Regions from separate parts of the Pan troglodytes genome. Here region 2 is linked to region 1. Evidence: chromatin contacts called from public Hi-C data. All regions are on one chromosome and are shown on one strand. The core of a region is the stretch at or near the end of the contact, and the rest is flanking DNA. Distances in the headings are between cores, read along the strand shown. Region 1 overlaps RAD51B (RAD51 paralog B). Region 2 overlaps RAD51B (RAD51 paralog B).

Region 1 (7,685 bases), core at 2,800-5,299:
TGAGGCGGGTGGATCAACTGAGGTCAGGAGTTCGAAACCAGCCTGGCCAACATGGCGAAACCCCATCTCTACTGAAAATACAAAAATTAGCTGGGCGTGGTGGCGTGTGCCTGTAATCCCAGCTACTCGGGAGGCTGAGGCACGAGAATTGCTTGAACCCGGGAGGAGAGATCGCGCCACTGCACTCCAGTCTGGGCGACAAAGCAACACTTGGTCACAAAAAACAAACAAACAAAAAACAACTCTTGGTCTGTTTTCTCACCAATCACATACCCTTAGATATCATGAGAACTTGGTATTGTGTGAAAATAATAAAGTGAAGCTTTCTGAAGAAAAATCAATTCAAAGATTTTTGACAATTAATGTCCCAAGATGAAAGGGGTACTTGGCAATTTGGGGTATCACTAAGCTGGCTGTACTCTAAAAGATCTCACCAAATGGCACTAGAGAAGCCAATTAGAAGTTAACATGGTCTTAGGCTGTACACAAACCACATTAATCTCTCAGACTTCCACTGCTAACTAACACCTTCTTGCTTTAGATATTTTAATACCATTTAATCAGTGGAAAATTTTGACATTATAGTATAGCCAGATTTTCCTTACTCTTCCTGATTCTTATCTAGAAGACAGTTTAGTTACTCATTGTAGCCAAGGGAGGTCTTGCCTTTCCCTTGGCTACAGGGAGTACAACTAAAACAAATATTTTAATACAGTAATATATTCAAGGTAGGTATGATTCTTACTTTCTTTTTGGTGAAAGGGCTCTCTGGCTTATTCAACAATCACAATGATTCAAATTCATCTTCATGACCCACTCTCAATCCAGCAGATTTCAAAAAATGTCTGTGGGGTATCTAATAACTGTAAGGTCCATAAGGGCAGGGTCCAGGTCAGCTTTGGACACTATAGTATTTCCAGTGGTTAGCTTGCCTGGCACACAGTAAGTGCTCAAAAAATACAACTTTAATATGCTGGCGAAACTCTTGCAGCAACTACTAGTTCAACCGCTAGGTATGTGAGCTTGGCAAGTTACTAAGTATCTCTGATATAGTTTATTTACCTAGAAAAGTGAATAATAAAATTCATACAATTAGTACTAAGATTAAATAAGATCAAGTACATAAACACACTACGGTAGTATCAAAAACACTATGTTACTCTTTAATGTAAACCTGTATTTTTAAGGCCTATTAAAATATAGCTGAATTTTAAAATATGACATTATAGTCATATTGATATGGTTCAAATTAACTTTACAACCACGTTTTTATGAAACAACAAAGGGCCAAAAAAGCTAGGAGCAAAAATATTAAAATACAGAGACAAACACAGCTAAAACAAACAAACAAAACCCTCATAAATAAGGCAATGTTTTGAAAGAAAATAACTTCCTTATATATTTGTGGCTTAAAACAACTAATACTTTCCAAGTGACAAAGCTGGCACAAACATAGCAACGGGGAGATTTAGTTTTCCTAAAATTATTCTCCAGCTCTGTCAAAAAAAAAAAAAAAAATCTTTACTTCTTAGAGGCACGTACTCTAAGATGAAATTGTCTTGGTGGTACAAAAGAGCCCATTAAAATGTGCTTTAGTTTTCTTCCCCCTCCATGCCCCCACTCCCCCTGGCTGTACTGTTTTCTTTAAAAACTAAGTCCTACAGCGCCATCTACTGTGTCTGTTCAGATCACATCATTTTTGCTGGTTTTATCCCAGAGTGCTGAAGAAATGAGAAATGTAGCAAATTCAGAATCCGTCACTTTATACAATATACTTAGATGTAAATACCTACACTATCTATATCTATACCTATATCTATATCTATATCTCCACCCACATGCTAGTATCTGAGCAACAATTTTACCCGCTTTCTTTCCACTTTCTTCTTAAGTAGGCCCTAACTCATTATAACCCACGTGTCACAATAGGAACCAAAATGTTTACCTCTATACATTAGAGGGGAGAAGTACAGTCATAATAATAACAAACTTTTATTGAGGGCTTACCATATGTCAAATAGTGTTCTGAGTAATCAATATGCCACCATGCAAATAAAAGCAAGCATCTTGAGGAAAAGAGCTATGATTCACTGTTCTTTTAAAATAAATGAATGTCAACTCCAGAGCCAACCGTTAAAAATAACTTAATTAAATAAATGGATGGATGGATGGAGGGATGGGTGGAATAATAGATAGATGGATGGATATAGATGGCCAGCCCACAGCTCCTGTGATAGTGCCTATCGTATTTTTTATCCCACAGGGTCTTTTTCTTTACAAAAATGTAGGCTTTAGTCAGAAAAATTCAACACATTAGGGAAATCTCCAGTTAATTCAAAACCTCCTTCTTCCTCCCTAAGTGTATATTTAGGGAGCATAAAGAAAAAATTTTAAAAAGATCACTTATAAACATGGTTTGTCTCCAATATAATAAAATGTGTATTAGTACAAGCCCTGTAACTTACATATCTAAATAAGTGATGTTTGTGAAATCTATCAACCAAGAACTTAATCTAACACTATTAGTACACAAACATTTTTGCAATTTCTCATTGGTAATGTCCTTTAGAATCACTTTTGAAAGCAATAAAAGAAAATAAGTTTTACTACTTTATATTTCATTTAATATATTTAATATATTTAAATCTATTACTTAGTTTGACCACCCGTCTTATTTATCACACTTGGCTTTAAGTGACAGTTGACTGTTTCAAAATTCAAAACAGCCTGCAAAATAAAGACCTGCCACCACAGAAAACTGACAAAAGAACATACCAAGAAAGGAGCATGCATAAAATGGGTATATAATCTTCTATGACCATTTCGAGAGAAACAACACCTATTTAGATATACTACTGCTGACATTTAAAAACAAATTCAGACATCATATTTTTAAGTCACTGAACTTTATAATTGCAACTATTCCCATAATAGTTTTCATTTGCTATACATATAAATGTTCTTTGTCTTAAGTCTTCCTTTCATGAAACTATAGACTCCGTAATCTTCCTTTTGGAAGATTTGGCAGGCTTTGTAACTTCAACGTATTGACGTTACTCCTGCTACTTCACGTAAACCTTCACTTTAAGTTCAGTGTGTCTGCCACCATATTTCTCAATTCTTCTACTATTCCAAATACTCTGAAGAAGCTTCCCAGAAATCCTTGTTTGGATCAGCAAAAACAATTTGGTGTCATCAGCAGATTTCACCATTTCCTTCTGGAGTCATTAAAACACTAAACAAGCATGATCTTGGTATCAATCCTTAGGGTTCCTATCATTAACGTCTCTCTAGCTGAAGTCAAGCTATTCTCTGCTACATTGTGATTTCCATAATAGGACTAGGATATGTTTATTTGCTAGAAGTTTAAACATTGATGGATTTTTTTAATGAAAGTTGCAAAATGCATTACGAAAGTAAAGAGGAAAAAATCTCAAAAGGAAAGGTCAGAGAAATCAGCAAAGAGAAGCAGCTCCTAGTTAGTTGTCTCATCCAAGCACACTGCCTCATATTTAACTGATTCTTAAACCTCTACAGGATTTTAACCTTTCCCCTCCAATTACTTATTTCTGTTATAATTATATGAGAGACTTTATTAAACACATTTGAAAATTCTCTATGAATTATAACCAGCAGGTCCAACTACTTTATTAGCTTTTCCTCTCTTTACTACATTTAAAGAGAGAAAAGCAAACAGTCCTTACCCAGAAAGTAAAAAAGCAAACAGTTTTCTACCCAAACTGGTCTGTACTCTGAACAAGAGAAATCACTCTTTCTTTTATTCAAGTGCAAATCTGTTTGAAGCTTTCATTCTGCTTTCCCAGCCTGCTCTCTGCAGCTGCATAAAAGATGAGACATGGGAATGAAAGAAAACTAGGCTGGGGCCAAAAAGCAATACTGTCCATATGCAAACTCGCTCAAAGAGCAGGAGTTTCTGTACATCCTTTCCCACTTTTTCCACTTTAGCAGACCCCTAGCCAAAAGGAGGAGGTACTGTGCTATATCTCTATGTCCAATCCTGTTTAAAACAACTTCTCATGTGAAATCAGGGGAAGGATAAGGTTACTAAACCCCCAGTCCTGACACAGAGCCCGAGGCATTCTCAGAGTCAACTTTAGCTCTAAGCTGGCTGTAATTAGGCAAGTTTAAGAGAGAAATAGGGACAGTCTCACAGGTCTCTTAGAATGCTTGTGGCAGAGGCATAGCAACAGTGAGCAGAATTCACTTTACCTATTTTACCCCATGCAAAATTAGAGCAAAATCCTCCCCCTAAGCCAAAAAGCAAAATCTTCCCCCTATGCCAAATCTGCAATAGACTTTCAGAATGTCTGGAAACCCATTAGTCTACATGCAAGGGTGTCAGGTAACCTTATAATCCCAGCATTCTCCTCAGGCCAGCAGTGAACCACACACAATTGAAAAAGTTCACCACCTCAAAAACAAACTCTGCTGGGATCAGAAGGGTATTCTCAAGGGTTTTGACTCAGATGTCATTATAACTCCGTGTTATTTTTAATGCTGTTTTTTTGGATTTTGCCTCACACAGAATTCCCAAGTTACAGAAGGACCATGAACAATGTCCAGATGTATAAAATGCAAAAATACTTCCCTCCTACTTGTGGATTCCAAGATAAACACCACAAGAAGCACATGTGACTAAACTAAGAGCTCATTCCAAATTAAATACTGCATCATGTGCACAGTTTAGGGCTTAAAAAACAAACCCCACAAATATTCTGCACGGTTCATAAGCCAGGCCTGGGCAAGCACATGACCACGTTGTAAGAAGGAATCATGAATTGGAGAGTAGAGGTAAAGGGTGAAAAAAGTCTGAGTCAAAACCTTTCCCAGAAAATTGGTGCTTTCAGCGAACATTTGTATAATATGGGACACAGATGAAAGAAGAAATTGTATTTTTCTGTGTTTTTTTTTTTCCTACTGATACTATCATTTCTAAAACTGCCCAACAAATTGGGAAACTCTGCAAAGATTTCAAAATCCCCAGCCTAAGCCAAGCACAAACATCATTAAATACAGATACAAACACACACACTGAGGTAATCAGAACTTATATCTCTGACTGACCAGTCCAGACAGAATCCTTTGACATAATAAGCTGAGTTCTGGACAGAGTACATGGAACCTTATGGGACACAAACAGGAGAGTCAGGCAATGTGAAAAGACTTCTACACTATTGTTATTGTGTTTCCAAAAAAAGTAAAAAATAGATGGATAAAGTGGAAAGACAACAGAGAGATAGTTTGGCTAGCTGGGTGAGTTCAGTTTTTCTCCCACAACTTAACCTAAGCAAAAGCTTTTAAGAAATTCAGACTGGGAAGGCTGGGTGCGGTGGCTCACGCCTGTAATCCCAACACTTTTGGGAGGCCAAGGCAGGTGGTGGATCACCTGAGGTCAGGAGTTCGAGACCAACCTGACCAACATGGCGAAACCCCATCTCTACTAAAAATACAAAAATTAGCCAGGTGCAGTGGCAGGCACCTGTGATCCCAGCTACTTGGGAGGCTGAGACATGAGAATAGCTTGAACCTGGGAGGCAGAGGTTGCAGTGAGCCGAGATCATGCCATTGCACTCCAGCCTGGGCAACAGAGTGAGATTCCATCTCAAAAAAAAAAAAAAAAAAAAAAAAAAAAAAAAAAATATATATATATGCATCTATCAAATGTTACAGTTTTATATATATACTTTTTATTTTATATATATATATAATGTATGTTATGAGGCATAATTACAGAATATATACCTAATGAACCCAGCACCTAATTTATGAATTAAAATATTTCCAATCTGCTATGGACTAAATGTTTGTGTCCTCCCAAAATTAATGTATTAAAACCCTAATCCCCAATGTAATGGTATTTAGACCTAGGGCCTTTAGGGAGGTAATTAGGGTTCGATTAAGTCTTGAAGCTGGAGTCCCTGTGATGGGAACAGCCATGTGAAGACATAATTAGGAAGAGGGCACCCAACCATGCTTCCACCCTGATCTCAGACTTCCAGCCTTCAGAACTGTGAGAAATAAATGTTTGTTATTTGAGCTACCTAATCTATGGTAATTTGCTACAGCAGCCCAAGCTAACTAAAAACACAATCCCAGTGAAGCTATACATGGGCCCCTACCGAAAGCCATCTACCTGCCTCTCTGCAATGATCATCACTATTCTGAATTGTGCATTTTTTTCACTCTTGCCTTTTTTTAAAGAAGTTCTTAACATAACTGTTGGAATTTTCTTTCTTAAAAGGAATCAAGTATTTCACTTACTACTGTCAATTTTCTATATACTATCTAGTTTATGCAAGGATCTATACAAAAGCATGCACAATTTGGCTTCCACCTTTTTAAAGCTCACATCCTAGAGTAAGATGACACATATTACATATTGGGTATCTACATGTATTTAAAATGAATTTGGTATTCCCTTTTTTGCTCCTGTTTGTATGTGTTTCCACATGGAGGGGGGCAGGGGCGGGGAAGAGTAAAGCCTTTATCTAATATATCAGAAAAAAATATCTGCCTGTATGTCTGTCTTCCCCCTAATATAAGTACCCCAAGATATGAAATTATTTCTTACTTGCTCTAATTTCCCGGTACCTAGCAGAGTGCTAAATGTCAAATGATTATTTTTCAACTAGTCTCTCAAATTAGAGCCCAGACACTTTAAATGTTTCACAGTCAGAGCTGGTCAACAACAACAACAAATATTGTTCTTTTGATCAGTATTTTTCTTACGTAACAGATCTCTTCCTTTCTCAGGCCCAAGTTTACCAATTATCTCCCTAGATGGCAAATCAGTATAAGTCACTACTTCACTTCCTCAGCCACTAAATAAAAATCTTAGGTAGCAATGAAATTGTCAAGTGAGACCATTTTCTCAAGAGTCATACAGTGCTAAGGAGTCCGTCTGGGCAAGCACACTGTCACGCACACAAGTTTAATTCAATAGTATTTGAGCTATTCTCAACCACAGATGCCAATATGACATTGAGACATCAACTGTTTTCTACTGAAATACAGCATCATCTACAAAGCAAACTATACACAAAATGACTGAGAAGCCCCTACTATTTGACAGCAAGGAGTTTCACAACCACCTTAACATATGTTTACATTATGTACGGAACACAATTCTCTTGGGGGCTATGTTCTAAAGGATAGGCCTACGCCCTCAATTATGTCGCCATTATGCAATATGCTCATGATTACAAATTAGTCCATCCACTTGAAGGAGCAATACTGACAGTTACTGTCACTTCAAAATCGAAATTAAGTTGTATGGCCTCCGTCAAAAGTATTATTTGTTAGAAAACTTTCCTGACTCATCTCTTGATTCTGCTCAATGCACAAGATTATCTAAAATCTCTCTCTGGGTGTGGAGAGGAACCAGGAGAGAAAGTGCCTGAAGAATTTAAGCCAGTCACAAGACATCAACATAAAGAATCTTTCTGAAGGGACAACTGCATTGTTATTCCAGAAGGCTTAACAGTTACACTTTAGGAAGCAAAGCTTAGAGAACTATTCACATAAATGTTATTAGTCTGGAATTAGTTCTCACACTGTAAAAAATGAAAATTTAAAAACTGAAACACACTGGAGCACATGCCAGGCTTCTTTACAAAATCCACAGCTTTTCACATAATCCAGCTGAAAAGCCTCGGTCAAGAATC
Region 2 (7,685 bases), core at 1,472-3,971, 200 kb before region 1:
ACTTTTAGAGAGTAGGGTAAAATTATAAGAACATTTTTATGAGTTGTGGCTGGCAAGCCCTGGCCTGTTAAAACTCTTTAAAAACCAATGCCTTGGTGGAGGTAACATTTACTGTTTACTGTAGCTGTGGTTGTTAGGGGTTATTGCTAAGGTCCTGGTTTTCCATGACATCAGCAGCATTCCAAGGGAAGTGTGTGTCAGTGACTTTCAGTAATGACTCCCTTTTCCAAACGTTCAAATCTTCTGCCAAGCTGCCCTACACCTGCACACCAGCTGAGTTGGAGGAAAAGGAAAAGCAAGATGGATTAAGTGGGATTTTTGTCTGGGCTCCTTAATGAGACTAAAGGCTTTTCTTCCTTCAGTGTTTGGTCTTGTGTAATAAATTGATGCCAACTCCTTTAGGAGTGACATGACTCATCCTTAACTTTTTATAAACCGATCTGATTATCTGTCATGACCTCTCTCTGTCATATTCTGGAATCGCCTTTTGACAGTTTTCTTCTGTAGAAAAAGTTTAGGGCTTAATGAGACGATCAGCATGGCATGCCAACCCTCTGGCAGGGTTTCTCAGGGAGGCACCTGCTGCTCCCCAAATTAGCAGGAAGCAGAAGCAGTGAGGAGACATTACTGTGTGGCTGCTTCAAGGGTCACCTGGCTTTCAACGTTTCAAACCAGATGTGTTCTCTCAAGATGGCAGCAGCAGACCTCATTCTAGAGCCTGTCCTCGCCAAAAACAGGGATCTGGTTAACCTTATCTGAGGGCGCCTAGTGCCCACTCAAAAAGCCTGTGACTACTATCAGGGCCAGTGCCAATTGTACACTTTTATGAGACCTTTTTCCGAAGGCTTAAAGTGTTTTACCAATATTAACTCATCAGGAGTCATGACAACCCTCGAGTAGAAAACTGGCAAATATTGGTTCAGGTGGGAGAAATTGTGGGATGGGATTGAGAAGAATCAAGTACTCTGCTAAGAGTGAGGCAGTGGGAGTGCTCCCATGCCCCACACTGCCACCCCTTAGGTAATTTATCCCTTTCAGGGCTTCTTCCAGTTCTGCCTAGGCTAGATGAACCTGCTTTTTTTTTTGTCTCAATCAAAGGGTTTTGAAAAATAAGCACTGCTGTTAATAAGGCAAAGCCTGAAGCTGTCAAAGGAAAAGAAGAACAATTTTATACAAAGACACAAAGAACTGTCCTCTTAAGAGTTTTGATAAAAGAATGATTTATGCATGCAGTATCTGCTTCTATGACTGACACAAAGTACAAGGTTCAATCTTTCTGTACCTCAACTTTCTCATCTATACAAGCCAAAAAAAAAAAAAAAACATTTAGAATATCTCCAGAGATGTTTTGAAATTTTAGTAATTAATGTTTTGAATTGCACAGAGATCTTTGAAGGAGGATCTCTGAAGTGTTGAAAAGTGCCCTGTCTTATAGTATGTTATAGTTCTAGAGGAAAGTCCTTTAATTACTGGTATATATGTTAGGAAATAAGGATAAATTCATGCGGTTTCAAGTGATTTTTAAAAATAAAAGCCGCTATAATTACAAAAAAAAATCATCTTTATCTTGCAGAAACATTTTTTTAAAAGTGGTAGAGGCAGGTTCTTCCATAGTATATGGCAGCCAGAGATAACACACTAATAAAGATGGCTACTTTTCCCAATTTCTCTTTGACTTCATCAAAAAGGAATTAAACATGAAAAAATACTAAAAGAACCATTCTCATTCAATCATAGATTGAATGAAGATAGAAAAGCACAGCTCTTAGGTTCAACTACTGAGTTAAGCTATAAAAGTCTGTTCAGTGTAAGCTCACATTGAGTTTTGAGCCTTAATTTCCTTGACTATATTTTAAAAAGATAATTTTACAATTATACCTTGTTAGCAAAAGATTGGGCCAATTAGGAAATAAGTCTTTCAATAGACTTCCTGGTATGCAGAATTAACAAAGTTATCCCTGACTGAATTCCACAAATCATTTTCATAAATAAATACATAAATTAGGGAGCAGAGAGAGAGACAGATACAGAGAAAGACAGAAAAGTTTTTATCCAAAATGCTTAAAACCCAAGAAAAGAGAATTTTTTTTTTAAGTTTCTTTTCTCCTTGAAGAGAAAAGATTTAATGAGTTACTAATCCCCTCAGTAAAGTTCTTTGGTAATTGTCCTATTTTAAGCCACACTCATTTTGCTAGGAGCCTTTGCTGTTAAAAGATGTTGTTTTATTATGTGAAACTACACACAAAAGCAATGTAACAAAACGGTAAAATATACTTCTGATTTTGTTATGCTACCAACCTATACTTACCCAGAAATTTTAACTGCCAAATGTCTTTTATTTAATGCAGACTTCATCTTTCACCACCCACCCATTACCACATGAAGTAACAACATCATTAGGAGTGGAAAACTCTGGGAATAACAACCTGATCTCTGGAAAAAAAAAATACTAAATGGGAATCTGCCTGCAGCTCTGCAGATTTTCAAGCTTGTCCTGGCTTCTTGGGTCTGTAAGCTAGACTTTTGTGCCCAGACTATGGCTGGATGAGCAAGGCAAGCTCAAATCACACCCTGAGGGCTAGGAACAGAACACACAGTCTACAATCCTCTAAAGAGTTTTGAGAGCTTGCTACAGAGAATCCTTTCTCATTGGCCCTTGGTGATGTCATGCCCATGTCTCCAGGGCCCAGGAAATGCACCATGACTAATGGAGCGCCTCATCTGTGAATTCACATTCCTTCTCAGAGGAGCAGCAACAGGCAGTGTCAGGGCAACGAAGAAGGCTCAGTTAGGGAATGCCAGTCAGTCATGCAAAAAGGGCTTCAGTAGTTTTGAAATAGACTGCTCTTGTTCACCTTCTCAGAAAACCCTCAGCAATTGCATGAACACCTGTGGACTGTAGTACTGCAGGACAGTAACCCTTAAACTGGTTTGTTGGCTTGTTTTTCATTATTCTCTTTAAGGAAAGAAAAGTGGTCATTGTAATAAGACACACATTCTTCCAGATTTCTAATGTATTAAGGCAGGGATCAGCAAACTTTTTCTGCAAAAGACCAGATAATAAAAATTTTAGGCTTTGTGTGCCATGTGATATCTGAGCTGGTTTTGGCCCATGGTTTTGCTGATCTCTATATTAAAGACTGGACTACCTCTTCCCCTGCTATATACCTGGGTCAAAGTACTCTTAAATAAGAATGCAGTTACAGAAAAGGATGTGAAGGAGTTTCTACAATATATCTGTGATGACTATCCCATCTAGCACCTAAAGATAGTTACAGAGAGGCAGTCTAGCCCATGGTTTCAATATGTAGGCTCAGTCAAATGGGTGAGTATAAATTCTAACTCTGCCATCTCTGAATTTAAGTTCTTGGACAAGTTACTTCATTCCTCTGAGCCTTGGTTTCTTCATCTGCAAAACACGGTTCCAAATTGTTCCAACTCAGTGAAGTTAATATGAAATTTCAATGAGATAACATATGAACAAAGCTTAGGCATAGTGCCGAGGACACCATAGTGCTCAATAGGCTATTCGTCCTAGATTTTTTTAAAGTGATTATAATTACCACACCTGGCTGTAGTAGCCCAAAATAAAGAGACACAGATGACTACAAAAGCTAATACACTGTTAACCTCTTTCCAATTCTATTAATACCATTATTATCTTTAATAGTTGCATGGAATCCACATGGAATGCACCATAAATGAATCGAAATCTTATGTTGAACATTTGTTTACTGTCTTTTGCCATTATAAACAATATTATGATGAACATCCCTAAATATATGCCTTTGAATACTTGTTCAATTTTATTCATTGGGGCAAAAAGGTATGCACATTTTAAAGAACTTATAGTTGTTCTGCCAAATGGCTCTCCAGAAAGGTTATACGAATTTCTATTTCTACCATCACTGAAAGAAAAGATCTGTTTCCTAATCTTCTTGACAACAGTACAACTACTGTAATGCTGAAAAATTTCAGGCCCAGAGAGGTTAAATGACTGGCCCAATTTTAATAAAAAATGTTTAATATTCCCTTTGGCCCACAACTTTGTAGATCATTTCATAATTATTTTGATTAATGGCAAATCTTTTGGGAACCCAATTGACTTGTGATTATTATTAATAATTCCATTTTATGGTTGAGAAAGCTGGAGTCCAGAAGTTTACTTTAGATAGCCAAAGTTCTCCAGATAAGGCAAAGGACATAGACAAACACAATCAAACTAGAAATAAATTTCATCCTATTGTTGGGCCATGCAAGGCTTGCCACAGTATCACAGGCAAAATATAAATTTCCAGTGGCAGAAAAATATATTGCTAACTCAGGGACTAATTTAACTTTTCTTTCTTTTGGCAAATAGCAAATCTAAACAGAGCCCCCTTTTTTTTTTACTGTGAATTTAAATAAGCCTATAAACTAAATGTCTCCTTCACCAAGGAAAAAAATCACCTGAGTGTTTGACAAGAAAGTCACAGATCTAGGCATTTGTTAAGGTTTACTTCATTCACTCTATTCTGTTACCTTGCTTTATTTTCCTCTCAACACTTATCTCAATTTGAAATTGTATTATTTATTTGCTTGTAACAATTCTAAGTTCCATGAGGACAGGAACTTTGTCTTGTTTACTATCTTTTCAGTTCCTAGAACAGTACCTGGCTCATAGAAAGTGATTTGTAAACATTAACTGGATGAATAAATCCTACCAGATGCCATCTGTGTATTTCCCTAGCTCTATGACCTCCAGGTCAGGCAGGCTTTGGAGGCGTCATTCCCTGTCTACAATACTGCAAAACAAACCAGCTCCCTAATGGAAAAGAGCAGACTCTCTCTTACCAGCAGGGTCCCTCCCTAGCTAATAAAATCCCAATCAAACCTCCACTATTAGTTTAGCCAAGCCACATGCTGGAGCATGTTGACATGTCATCATCTCCCACCCTCTCCCTTCACTTAGGAGATGTTGTCACTGTTAGTCCTTGTAAGCATGCACGTTGGTTTTACCCAAGTGGTTGGTTGGTTGGTTGGTTTGTCCCCAAAAGATCCTCCCAGGTAAGTCAGTAACTAGAATGAAGTTCTAAACACAAATGCATCACTTATTCACTGTTTTATTTAAAGACGTAATTAACACGGTAGTTGACCACCCAACATGCATTCTGTCCCAGATGATTTATCTAGTCCTATGTGATCAAATATGGTAGCTACTAGTCATACATGGTTATATACATTTAAATTAATTTTTAAAATGCAGTTCCTCAGTTGCACTAGCTATATTTCAATTGTTCCATAATTGCCACATGGAGCTAATGGCTACTGTATTGGACAGCATGGATATAGAACATTTCCATCACTACAAAAAGTTACAGTGTGAGGTCCAGTCAAACAAGGGTAATCGCATTCTCCTTACCTGAAATTGATTTTAAAATGGGCATGCAGCAGAACTCGGGTCAACAGAACTTGGGGAAGTCTGTTAAGTGGCTTCTGGGCAAGGTTTCCTTATGCCTAAAAATATCACATAGCAGATGGTGTCTCTTCTGCCTTTGGATAATGTTAGTTCAGGATGTGATGGAAATGTTGGGGCCATCTTGCAAACATGAGGAGACCCAGTTTAACAGCAGAGCCTACCCACTAAAAATGGCAGAGCAGAGTAATAGAAGGGATATGAGCTCTTAAAGAAATCACTGAGCTACTGAACTGTTACCAGCCCTGTATCCTCATTATGTGAGATAATAAGATGATAAATGTCCCTATTGTTTAAGCCACTGGAGTTGAAGTTTTTATAATTCACAGCAAGATGTAAACTAATAATAGATCTTTATTTATACTTCTCTATTTCTCTCTAATAAGAGTTCTAAATCAGTCAATGTACTGCTAAAAATCCAAAATGACTCTCCACTTTAATGCAGGTCCCCAAGTTTGGCTACAACAAAACCTCTTACATTTAAACCTCAGCTAAAGAGTATTGTCTTTCATAGATGTGAGCATCTTAGTTTTTTTCCCTCTGTTATTAGTTTCTGTTTATCCTGCCACTTTTAGTCTGAGAAATTTAAGTTTAAAATACAATATGAAAAAATATTTTGCAAATAGGATTTCGATAGCAAAAGCTTTTTTCCTTTTGATAAAAGCAAGAATTCAAAGGTAGGATTGGAAGTTTCAGAGTTCTTAGAATTGGAAGGATCCTCAAAGATCAGCTGCTTAGCCCCTTCGTTTTGCAATCAAGGAAACTGAGGTCCAAAGAGATAAAGTAACTGTGGTAAAAGAACAGTCCTCCAAAGATGTTAATGCCCTAATCTCTAACCTGTGAATATATTGTCTTATATGGAGACAGGAACTTTGCAGATGTGATTAAATTAAACATTTTGTGATAAGGAGATTATCTTGGACTTTCCAGATAGACTCAATGTAATTATAAGGGACCTTATAAAAGGGAGGCAAGAGTGTCAAAAACAAAAAAGAAATATAGCAATGGAATCAGATATTGGAGTGATGTGCTCTGAAGATGGAACAGGAAGCCGTGAGCCAAGGAATGCAGGTGGCCTCTGGAAGCTGGAAAGGCAAGAAAAGGGATTCTCCCCTGAAGCTTCCAGAAGGAACACAGCCCTCCCAACACTTTGATTTTAAAATTCTCAAGAACTGTAAAATAATAAATTTGGGTTGTTTTATGTAACTTAAATCTGTGGTAATTTCTTACCATAGCAATAGGAAACTGAAACTAATGTAGCAGCCTTCCCCAAAGTTACACACAGCTTGTACTAGTAATGTCAAAACTCAAATCCTTAGGTCCAGTTTCCTTCTATCAGGAGTGCAGTGGCGTGGTCTCGGCTCACTGCAACCTCCGCCTCCCGGGTTCATGTGATTCTCCTGCCTCAGCCTCCCGACTAGCTGGGATTATAAGCATGTGCCATCACGCCAGGCCAATTTTTGTATTTTTAGTAGAGGCAGAGTTTTACCATGTTGGCTAGGCTGCTCTCGAACTCCTGACCTTAAGTGATCTACCCTCCTCGGCCTCCCAAAGTGCTGGGATTACAGGCATGAGCCAACATGCCTAGCTTATCAAAAACTTCTATACCTCCATCTGTTCTTTCCATACTGTTTTCTCAAATATAGGAAAATCCCAGTTCAATGCTTTTATTGTGTTATATGGAAAAATACCTGATTAACTACAATATGGGACCATTGTATAGTGGTTAACAGCATAGCCTCTGGACTGGTTTTGAACCCTGGTTCTGCTACTTATTAACTGTATGACCTTGGGCATGTTATCTAGTCTCCCTCTGTCTCAGTTTCATCATCTGTAAAATGAGGTTAATAATATCTATCTTAATAGGTTTATTGTCAGGATTTAATTAGTTAACATTTGCAAAGAACATAAAACACACCAGCATGGAATAAGCAGTATGTGTTTGTTACAATAAGCTTTTAAAAGTATGGCTGGTCTACTTCTTTTTTTTTTTTTTTTGAGATGGAGTCTCATTTGTCACCATGCTACAGTGCAGTGGTGTGATCTCAGCTCACTGCAACCTCTGCCTCCCAGGTTCAAGCGATTCTCCTGCCTCAGCCTCCCGAGTAGCTGGGACTACAGGCATGTGCCACCATGCTCAGCTAATTTTTGTATTTTTAGTAGAGATGGGGTTTCACCATGTTGGACAGGATGGTCTCGATCTCTTGACCTCGTGATCCACCCGCCCGCC

Evidence for each region. A called contact is a pair of places that touch in the nucleus more often than the background predicts.
Region 2: a Hi-C map of stem cell-derived neural progenitor cells shows a contact between it and region 1, with 9 times the contacts expected there. The contact joins two enhancer-like sites. A contact is called at or near these places in 2 of 7 Hi-C or Micro-C datasets (blood and stem cell-derived neural progenitor cells).

What each region holds. Positions count from the first base shown.
Region 1 is chr15:65,920,840-65,928,524 of NHGRI_mPanTro3-v2.0_pri, reverse strand. The region is part of intron 7 of RAD51B (RAD51 paralog B); the gene reads right to left. Among named protein-coding and RNA genes, the nearest start is that of RAD51B, 130 kb to the right of the region's middle. Within about 2 kb of position 4,049, at least 8 of the 24 cell types and tissues checked have an H3K27ac peak or open chromatin away from gene starts, as enhancers often do. A contact at or near this core is called in stem cell-derived neural progenitor cells, where this site is marked.
Region 2 is chr15:66,117,552-66,125,236 of NHGRI_mPanTro3-v2.0_pri, reverse strand. All of the region lies in intron 7 of RAD51B (RAD51 paralog B), which reads right to left. Among named protein-coding and RNA genes, the nearest start is that of RAD51B, 320 kb to the right of the region's middle. Within about 2 kb of position 2,721, at least 13 of the 24 cell types and tissues checked have an H3K27ac peak or open chromatin away from gene starts, as enhancers often do. A contact at or near this core is called in stem cell-derived neural progenitor cells, where this site is marked.